Regions from separate parts of the Anas platyrhynchos genome. Here region 1 is linked to region 2. Evidence: chromatin contacts called from public Hi-C data. All regions are on one chromosome and are shown on one strand. Each heading gives the region's core, a stretch centred on a gene start, on an enhancer-like site or on the middle of the called end of the contact. The rest is flanking DNA. Distances are from core to core; before and after follow the strand shown.

Region 1 (5,428 bases), core at 2,919-5,418, 50 kb before region 2:
AGCAAGCGAGCTAAAACGCAATTTTGGAGTCAGTGATTTGCAGAAGACAGATTTGCCTGGGATGGCAAACGTTTTCCATCACAGAGAAAGGCAGCGTGCACATTTTCCCTGCCAGAGCAGAAGGCCTGGGCTTTATGCTGGCTAGGTTCAGTTTCTAGAACTGCTGCAGACTGCCTGCATGACAACAGACCATTCATTCTCTTCAAACTACTCAGCTATGAAATGGTTTCAGATGCTTGCCTGCCTCATTGGGGTGGTAAGATTTAATCAGATCCCGGAATGAAAGACACCATAGAGGTGTCGAGTACTTTTGCTGAGGCGGTGCCAGCTGCAGGCTCCAGCATTCCTTTCACCTGCTCCCTCCCTGCTCCGACTCCCACCCCAAAACCTTTCCTCCGTGTCCCAATGTCACCACGGCGATAATCACACGAATCACCGCACCGGCAAGTAACACCAAGTGAGCCAAGGAAGATATCAAGGGAGTAAATTGCCACAACACAAGGTGCCTCATCCTGCCCAAAGGCTTGTGAAAATTCCACGGCCGCTCATGGGAGTCGCACTCACACAATTAGGGATGAGTACGCCTCCCAATTATGATGCCAAGAAAACAGTAATTTAGAGCAATTTCTTTGTGCGTCCAAAACATGGAGAAAGTTCAAGCAGAGCCGAGCGTTAGCACAGATGACGTGACACTGCACGGCACAGGGGAACCGAGGCAGTGAATACTCAGCCACCGGCAGCCTGCAAAGCCTGTATGCCACGCAGCCACAAAGGCCAGCTTGCTCTTTCTTCTCTCACCCCAACGTATCGCAGCACCACAGGGCGCTAACCTGCTATTAGAGAGTTGTTTGCCTGGATCTCCTTCCTAAGAAATCATCACATAGTTCAGATGCCTCAGCTCTGAGTGGTTATCACCTCCACACAGAGCAGCAGACTGATAAAAATAGACAGGGAGAGGAATGCAGCTAGGACATGCAAATAAGAATCACAATTAATTTCTCCAGTTGCCTTTTTTCCTAAGCTACACAGCCTGGAGTGCCTGTCAAGCACAGAAATGTTTACCTTGGACTCCTTGTGAGTGGACATTCTCAGGAAAGTCAGGAAGACGCTCCGATGGAGGCGCTTCTGCATGTCGTTCACCTCTGAATAGCAATCCAACAACACATCAAACTTGCGAGGAGCATGGCTCAGGTAGGAATCCAGACACTTCTGAAGCGTCTCATCAAATATCACCTTGCACAGAAGGCAGAGGGGAAAGGAGGGAACAGCACAGTCAGAGGCTGCACTTGCAGGCAGCCCAGTTAAACCGAGAAGCCAAAACACTTCAGATTCACCCATCCATGAAACACAATCAAACTCTTCAAATCAACAGTGAAGAACCTGCGGGGAAATGCTACTTTATCTGCAATCTAAGGTGCAGTAACTAAAATGCTTGATAAAGGACATACCGAGGGTACAAAAGTCTTTATGAAGATGATTTAAAATCCGTGCCTTTTGCCAGCCCCTAGACCATTCACATTTTTCCTCCAGCATCCATGAACAATTATTACCTGGCACCAAAACTTATCATGAGGCAAAGCCAGGAGCCAGTCCAGGTCATCTGCAATGAATTTCGCTCGCTCCAGGAATTCTTCCACTAAGGCAGGATCTCTGACAACAGGTGGCGGTCTGTATAGCACAAAAGACCGATCTGCTTTTATTTCTGGGTGCTGCAGAAAGCCAAAACACGGTATTAAAACCACGGAACGAGCGACAGGAATGCCCAGTTACCATCTGCGCTGCTCGCTGAGTTTTTGGAAACTGCCACAAAAGCCCCACTTGGATACAATTTGTCACTCAGTTCCCTGACAACTTCCAATTTTCTGATTTTTAAAGACAGCAGATCAGCAGCTTTGCGTCCTTCCTTTTCGGCAATATTTTCAGACCTCTGCAATTCAGCAGATGATGCTCCTTGCACTCTATTAACCGAAAGCCTTGCAAAGCAGCCCTCCCACACCTCCAAAACAAACAGCAGCAGCTTAATGTCATGCCTATGAAATGCTGTCTGTGCCCTCTCTGTTTCCTCCAAGCTACTTCTCGCACAACGTTCCACAAAGTCACCCCAATACGACCACAGTATACAAAGAAGAAACTTCCTCCTCCCCTTCCTCAGGGTTTACCCAAATTCCCCCAGCCAGGAACGAGAGGCATTTTGGTAACGAGCAGCAGCTCTGAGCTCTGCCTCAGCCCACACAAACACCCAGGGTAAACTGAGCCAGCAGCGTTAGCAGCAGGCCCCACTTCTGCAGCACACCCCAGAGAAGGCTCTGCCCAAGCCTCCGTGTTTCTTGAAGAAAAGGCCAGCTGCGGATGTCATTTTGTGCATGACTTTGGATGTTCCTATGTGGCAGCACGGGCAGGCCACTCTCATGCTGGGCACAAGCATGAGGCAGAGACTTCAAGTTCCACCCTGCGGTTCCAACCCAAAGCCAGAGGGCGGGAGGACTCAGTAAGCACAAAGTTCTCCTGGCTCTGAACTACGCTGCATTCAGCCTGCAAAAACTCCAAGAGCGTTCTCTCCTCTGCAGCAGCTTCCATTGCTCACCAGGCTGCTCCTTGGATGAGGAGTTTGAGGACAACACCATTTATTGCCGATGTTGAACACAGCTGAGAATTTTTGTTTTGATGGTGGTTAAATGAAAACTCACTACCTGAACGTAGTAAAAGTGTCTTGAACTGGAAAGCTGTCCAAATTTCCCCATATCCCAGGCCAAAGACCAGTTTTACCCAGGTCTCAATATATGACAGCCATTTGTTCAAGGCCTTGTTTGGCTTTCAGGAAAAACACAGCTCACCAGTGCCGGTAACGTTCTCAGCTTTCCCGTCTTGGGATCCTTTTCTGTCAGCTGGAGTTCATCCAGGGGCAGGGCTGGCATCGTGCTGACTTCCTCCTGTCCACGGCAAACAGAAAAACAAAAGCAGCACAGGATGCGTGTTACAAGCTCAGTCAACCAAAGAGGTCACAGCCCCCCCCACCCCATAACACACACGGCGGCTGGAAATACGCCTGCACAGAGCAATTTTCACACCACCCTAATACCAAACCGTTAAGGAACACCCAGGAGCCAGCTGCACATGCCTTGGAGGAAACGTGTAACACGGTGCCGTGCTTCCATCCCTGTTGCTAGCAGGGAGGCCACACACATCCCCAGGGACAACAACAAGCGGGTTTATGGGAGCTTCACCTTTAAACTTGGCTCCTGAAGAGCTGTGTGGAACTGCCTGCCTGGCAGGCTGTTTTAATGCCTGCAGCCTGTCTCACGAACTGGAGCGGCAACCAAACGACAGCCTGCCCACAGCATACCAAAAGGAAAGTTTTGGTTCCTGTGTGGCAGATTCCCTCTGTACTCAGCCACATCAGGGACATAGCGTGAGCTCACAAGACTCAGCCTTCCCTTGCCAGTGTCCTGTGTGTGCTCAGAGATCCACCTTTCACTTGTCAACAGCATTTGTAGACACAGAAGCGTTTTGATCAGTGCTCTGAAACTGACTCTAAGTCAAGCTTTAGTTATTGGAAAGAGATCTGGTGTGTCTTTTTAAAAAGCTTCAGACAGTAATAAAAAATGGGAATTGCCAGATAACAAAGCCTTCCATCTCCACCTAACACTTCAGGGCCCGACGTTTTCGTGAGAAAACCGAAACGAAAACACCCGAGACCGGCACGGCTTGGAAAAGCGGCGAGAACCCTTTATGCGGCTGGTGTAATTTTGGGGTGAACACCCCAAACGGCAGAAGCGGGGGCTGGCAGCACGGAGCGCACCCCCCCCGCCCCTCCCCCACCCCCCTGAGGCACCTCAGGGCCTGCCCCGCGCTGCCCCCACGGGAGGCTCGGGCCCGGCCTGGAAGGCCCCGAGCGCGGGGAACCCTCCCCGGGAGCCCAACACACGGCCCTGCGGCTTCCCTGGAGCGGCACCCAGCGGGCTCCGCCCCCCGAGGCGCCCCCCGACACCCCCGGGCCCAGCCCCCGGGCCCGGCCCCGGTCCCCGCCCCGTCACCGTGCGGCCGCGGGCAGCCGGCACCGCGCTTCCGGGTCCTCCGCGGCTCTTCCGGTGGCGGCCGGAAGTCCGTGGAGGGGAGGCCGCCACAAGGGAGAGGGGGCGGGGTCTCATAAAGCCACGCCCCCTCCATCAGGCCACGCCCCCTCGCCCCTTGGCCGGGCCCTCAGAAGGGTGGAGGGGAGGGGAGAGGAAGAGGGGGTCGCTGCGCTCTGCGGCTGCCTGAGGGGAGGTTATGGGAGATGGGGTCGGCCACTTCTCACCGATAAATAGTGATAGGATCAGAGGGGGTGGCCTCGAGCTGTGCCAGGGGAGGTTTAGGTTGGAAATGAGGAGATGTTTCTGTCAGAAAGAGCAGATGGGCAGAGTCACAGAATTGTCTAGGTTGGAAGAGACCTCCGGATCATCCAGTCCAACCTCTGACCTAACACTAACACTAACCAGTCCTCCACTAAACCATATCGCTGAGTTCAACATCTAAACGTCTTTTAAAGACCTCCAGGGATGGTGACTCCACCACTTCCCTGGGCAGCCCATTGCAATGCCTCACAACCCTCTCAGTAAGGAAGTTCTTCCTCATATCCAACCTAATCTCAAAGGTCTCTTCCAACACTAATGACCCTCTGATTCCAGGATCCCCTGTGTCCCTCTGAGGGACACGTCTGTAACCACATGTCTGTCCCCACACAGGGCCATGCAGGGGGCTGCGGGCAACCTGTAGGTACAGCCTCCTGCCAACAGCGTCAAAATAATTTAAAAAATAAAATAAAATATTTGGGACTTTGCTTGCACCCACAGCATTGTATTTAAGGGGGAGGAAAAGCACAGTGCAATCCTTCGAAAGGGAACCAGCTGGGCCAGCAGGTCACCCTGTCCCCAGGTGGGTCTCAGTCATTCTAGAGCTAAAGGAGAGCCCTGGGTGAAGGGCCCAGGGAGGTGGCACGGCCAGCAGCCCCCGTGGCCACGCTGCCCCCTTCTTCAGCTTTATTTTTGTTTTTGTTTTTGTTTCTTCAGCTTTGTTTCCCCTTTGCTGCTGAGGGAGGTTACTGGATGCCACCAGTTTGATGCTGCAGGACAAGCTTAATTCTTGTCACTTAATACAAGCTCTGTTGATCTTAATGAGAGATCACGTTAGTCAAGCTTATAAACTCCAAAATCAGACATTGCTCAGCCTGCTTTAATCACCTCTGGGATGAAAGGGAGATGAAGTCTGGGACCTAAAGCATCCGACTCTCACTGCCATACAGGTGCTCTCTGGCATCTCGGGTCTCTCCCCCGGCTGCAGGGACCTCCTCCTAAACTTCACACAGACTCGAGATGACCACATCGTGCTCTCTGTCACATGGCTAATTAGGAATCAGATGGTAACGAGGTTCCAGCTCCCAGTCCCCCAA
Region 2 (5,438 bases), core at 948-3,447:
TAATTCTATAAAAACGTTGTTTACTGATTGTTTAAAACTAAAGCTTCACTGTTTTACGTTGTCTCTAATCGTATGGCTCTATTACCTACAGACTTCTGTGTGCCTGTCATTGTTACCATTAATCACATAAAGTGCTCTTTTAGTTCATGAGTTGTCAACATAATGGGCTGAACAGGCGTATCTGCTGGCTAGTGAACATCTGCGTACAGCATAATATAAAAAGCACACGTAAAGTGCTAGAGTTCGTGATGGTGTATTTTTTTTCAGCAAACGTATTATTTCTGAACACGGCAGTTAATTTAAAACGATGGCAGGAAATTTCTGATGGCAATAATTTAATTGGACATTTAAGGGCTCTTATCTTCCACTGCTGACCATACAAAGGAGATGGTGTATGTGTATATGCAGAGGTAGCATAGCTTTACTTTCCGCCTCTTTATTCCATAGTCAGTCCTGGGTTACGATTTGGGACTTGGAAGTTAATCTGTACGTGCACCTGGGGATGGGAGCCAAGGGTCAGCTAGGTGCTGGGATGTCTCAGCTGCAGCCCAGCCAGATGCATCCCTCCGTGCTGTCACCAACAAACGGAAGACTCATTATGAGGAGTGCATTTTATAGGGGTCCATATCTTTGTTATATGAACATAAACTCTAAGGCTGAATTCTACCAATAGGCCTGCTACAATAAAACTATTACTGTAGTGTTTACTGTTAGCTTTACTTATTTTTTAATTCAGAGTCCAACTGCTGTATGAATTTGGCAAGTAGAAGTGACAGTGGAAAGGAGTGAATATTTATAAACAAGGAGCCGAGACATGAGAAACGAGCGTAATTCTAAAAATCAAGAGTTTGTCCTTGGGAATGCCAGGAAACGACTGAATTACTTTATTAGATAAGGCACTAATGAATGTACTGCACTTACTGTTGTGTCTGTCCTTAGGAGTATTGGAGGATAATTTTTGAAGAATTGCCAATGTAATGTTTATGAACAGCCACAAAAATTAACGTTTTCTTAAAATATTATTTGTTTGAGTTCAGGAAAGACAGCACAAAATTTTGTCAATATTACCATGTTAGTGTTGCTTCACTGACTTCGATGTGCAGTGTTCTGACCTTGTAAGGCCTGAGTAAGAACTCCGTCTGATGTCTCTGAGGTTGTTAGTCCTGCTTTGTTTGTCATCATTAGTGAGAAAGATTCAATTAGGTAGTGTGGCAGGTAGAGTAGAATATAGATTGTTCTTCTCTAATCATATATGGCCATCACTAATTACTTACTGTGAACTCTCCGGTACTAGAATTCAAGGCAGACAAGATTTGGAATACTTGTAAAGATAAAAAGGTATTTGTAGTAATGAGGAACCATATCTCAGTTGCTAAAGTTTGGAATAATAATCAGTTTGGTTATTGTTGATCAATTTTTATTGGTGATTTTCTAAATGAAATCTTTGCTGAGTACTGTTTGATCACATTCATCTAAATCCTTTTCTATTTTTATATCACTAGACCTATTCAGAAAACATTCTTAATTTTCAGTGACTTTTCTAGAAATCAATACCCTAAGGCCGGATTTAGTACCAACTTTCCCACCTCAGCAGAGAGAGGTATTTGTGTATGTGAAAGAAGATTGTTAGCAAGCATCTGTATTACAGTAAAAACACTTGTGAGAAGTGTTTGTTCCCAGTGGCTGGGTGTGCAGCTGTTCTGGGCAGGCACGGCCTCTTGCAGGAGGTGGAATATTCCTGTGCAGTAGCTGTAGGAATGGACCTCCAGGGAAAGCAGAATGCACGCCAACTACTTGTACCTTAATAAGGACAACTGCATGAAAGAAATGGGATCCAGTTAAAAATGGATTCCTAGTCTTTGTTTTTGTACCTCACTGTTCTCTTTTTGTTTGCAATTCAATAGACTGGCTGTCCAAACGATGCTTGTGAAACCTCAGTAAGTAGCACAATGTTGCTAGATCACTTGCTGCACCTGTGCTTGAAAATAAATACATTTAAATGTCGATAATGCTCACCTTGCAACACTGCAGAAAAGGGTTGTATGCATAAGTCCTTTCCATGGATAATTTCCTAGATCTGAGTCGTAACAGGGACATGGAGTTTTAAATGCAAAAACAAAAGATCCCTTAGACCATGCATAAATTGGAGGGATTACGGCATTCAAAAGTGTTGCCTTGTATTTATCTATGGGATTATAATGCAGACTCAACAGTGATATCTCAGTGCACATAACAAGTTTGGTTCCCAGGCTGCTCTCTGTTGATTGGCTTTCCTTAAGAAAATTTCAAACTTTACAGCTGGTATTTCTGTCTAATCATTTTTCTCTGTGTAAGCTAATTGCATTTATGGGGGAATTAAAATGTTAGTGTATTCTATGAAACCCTGGGTTTGAATGTAGCCCAGATTTTGGACACAGGAGGAAAAAAAAAAAGTCATACTGGCAAGATGAGGAAGATTTTCAGTCTTTAGGATCTAATGAGTTTTAGCGTGAGCTTTCCCTTGGCCTTTAGTGGAAAAATGGTTTGTCTGGTTTCTTCCCAGCCTTATATTACAGTTGTGGGTCATCTGTGCTGAGCAATAGCTTAGTGTTGTCCCCAGGTCCTGCTTGTCTGACTGTTCATGTTGCATGTGTGTTGGTCCTCAAAACAGAGAAAGGGACTAAATAACTACCCGCAAGGCAAAACCCAACTGCAACCTAGGTGCAATTAAAAGCAAAATGTGCTTCAGGTACTCTTTGTAGGCTGTATGAACCAGATTGCACCTGGAAGGATTTGACTCCCTCCATCGACAGGAGTCCTTTGAGCCCTTCTGAGCTGACCTTGCCGTTTCAGTACGTCCATATTCCATCTTCCACCACGCTTCAGGATGTACAGCACATAGCCTTGGCCCCGTGCTGTTGAAGTAACCAGTACGTAGCAGAACCCTAACATTATTTCTGGCTCCGAACTGGAAAAACAACAAGGAAATACTAATTCCAGCTCATGGCCCTTGGGTGCCACCTGGTACCCAGTAGTCTGAGGCCATCTGGTGTGCAGGGTAGAGAGCAAATCAGATCCTTCAAGAGCAAATGTGCTACCAAACAGCCTGAGCGTATTTTGAGGTATATTTCTCTGAACCTATCTTGTACTGCAGCAAGGTGACAGCTCCAGCAATTAAAAAATAAAAGGAAAAATGATTCCAAAAAGGTAAAAAATGGAGTCGTAAAATGTTGCTGTTTAAAACAATATATACATATATTTTTTTTTTTAAGAAGAGACAGTCAAGAGGCATAGTGCAAAAGCATAATGTTCTACTGTGATGTGGTTGGCCTTTGATAACAGTGCATGTTTATTCTTATAAAAGCCAAAATGATTGCTTCTCCACTGCTTTATTCAGATAGGCGCTATTAAATGGGGAAGCCTGCAAATAGAATTGATGGCTCTTTCAGGAGCAAACGAACGGCGCTGGGCGTCTGCCTCGCGGTGTGATTCAGCCTGAAAAACAGAACAATGAAACCGGGAGGTTATTAGTGGGAAAAATGGGAGGACGGAGGCAGATAATTTTACAGAGTTTTATGGGGTAGTAAGAGTAATGGACAGGAAGGAGATTGAAAATTGAAGAGGATCAGAGGATAGGTTTTTATGACCGGAAAAGAAAATTTACAAGACTGATGCGAAGGTTGCCCTAAAGAAAGAAACAGCAAATTTTAAGGAAATAGATGGGGAGCCGTGTGCAGACTGTAAAGGGAAAAAAGAATGGCTGCTGAGCGGAGGGCAGATTGGAAGAGAGCAGAACAAAGAATGGCTTTGAAAGAAGGAAATTAAAAATAATGCATTAGTAGAAGAATAGTCAGAATGGCATTAGGGTGCAGACAGGGGAAGAGGAGCTGGAACTAGACTGCAAGGCGAAGAACTGCTTAAATGAAGTGTGTGTTGGAAATAATGCAGTAGCAGAGGGCTTGGAGAAAAAGAATATTAACAGGTGAAGGAGCATTTGACTTAAAAAGGATGCCCTCTAGAGCCTCAACTCATAAACTAGCGCGAATGTATCTTGCTTTCTGCGTTGTTGCAATGTGAGTTTGGTAGTTTTAAATAATTTATCGGTGTTCATGGGGCTGTCCAGCTGGGAATAGAGAATGGAGGGTTCTCTAGTGTTAGGTCTGGTCCAGTCCCTTAAATTATTAGACAAAACTATCACAATCATTGTATCTGCCTCGCAGCCTAGAATCAAGTAGGAGAAATAGTGGAAGGAATTACTGGTTAAAATCAAAAGGCTGTAGCAACAGCAGTGCATCTGATCTGCTTGTCTGTAATGCATTTAAATAGTGCCTTAAATCAGCGGCTAAGCCCATCAGCATCTTCAGCGTACCTCGTCTCACCACTCACTTGTTCTGCTAGAGCTGGCTGGCTCTGCAGTCAGTTTTAGCATCTGAGAGGATGCCTGCTCGTGTTGCTGGCCATGCCATTGATAGCAGACTGTTGGCAATCTCAGAACGGTAACAGGGCTGAAAACACGGACCAGAATTCAAGCTCCAGCTTTACCTGAATTACCCTAACTTCTGGGCTGTCAGGTCAGACTCCATCTCGTCTAGTGTCCTTGTGCCTGAATTTTATGTTCTTTACTGGCCTGGTTGCAACAGAAGGACCAGAGGAAAACTTCCTCTGGTGGCTGGGGGCTCAGCAGAGGGTAAGGATTAAGCTCGGGTATTGAGACAATACCTGCCCATGGTATTCTGGGGATTGTAAGCTCTGTGCAGTTACCTGGGCTTTTGCATTCTTAGGATGACCCTTGACTTTTGGGTGAGCTTGGATAGTCAAGGTGCAGCCACAAACTGTGTGCCTGCCTCCAGGAGACAGAATGATGACCATTCCCTTGGGCCCAGCACTTACTATTAGCTCTCTAGGCATCTTCCTGCTCAGGATGAGTTTTCTTGTGGTTCTGGTTTCTGAGGCATCTCTTTCCCCTGTCTGCTGTTTTTAATTCAATTTCCTTTGATCATTCCACTCAAATCGGGCACTTCTTAAGCGTCGTGATGCCTGAGAAGCAGCAGTCTTGGCTCCACACCCCAGATCCTTGATTGAAGGTGATCTTCAAGGACTTGTGCCCAGAGTGATACGGAAAGGCACTGGCAGAGCAGGGTCGTAGATCCATCTTGTAAGCCCCAAGCCTGAACTTAAACTGCTGGATTGTACCCCACCGATGACAAGATAAGAGAATTTGAATGTTTTATCTGATAGCCTTTGTTGTACTGAGGGATCCCAGTGGCAGAGATTTTCTTGCTTTGTGTAACATTCAATATAATCTTTAATAAACATTTCAAAAAATTTTACGCTGTTTATTGTAAATATTAGCTAAATTGTATAACTGTTTGGAATTCAGGCAGTTATTTCTGAGGTAGTTGAATACTAACTCTTACTCATTTCAGACCACAATGTATATTTGCCAGTGTCGGGTAAAG

What was found. A called contact is a pair of places that touch in the nucleus more often than the background predicts.
Region 1: a Hi-C map of subcutaneous adipose tissue shows a contact between it and region 2, with 1.9 times the contacts expected there. The contact joins the promoter of ASCC2 here to the enhancer-like site in region 2. A contact is called at or near these places in 3 of 8 Hi-C or Micro-C datasets (liver, skeletal muscle and subcutaneous adipose tissue).

What each region holds. Positions count from the first base shown.
Region 1 is chr16:5,429,173-5,434,600 of IASCAAS_PekinDuck_T2T, reverse strand. It overlaps ASCC2 (activating signal cointegrator 1 complex subunit 2), which reads right to left and starts at 4,168. Exons shown (of 19, transcript XM_038187371.2): 1 at 4,035-4,168; 2 at 2,835-2,930; 3 at 1,551-1,709; 4 at 1,063-1,233. The coding sequence starts at 4,148.
Region 2 is chr16:5,377,195-5,382,632 of IASCAAS_PekinDuck_T2T, reverse strand. MTMR3 (myotubularin related protein 3) reads left to right here. Exons shown (of 21, transcript XM_072024442.1): 7 at 1,905-1,937. Among named protein-coding and RNA genes, the nearest start is that of MTMR3, 41 kb to the left of the region's middle. Within about 2 kb of position 2,197, at least 3 of the 8 cell types and tissues checked have an H3K27ac peak or open chromatin away from gene starts, as enhancers often do.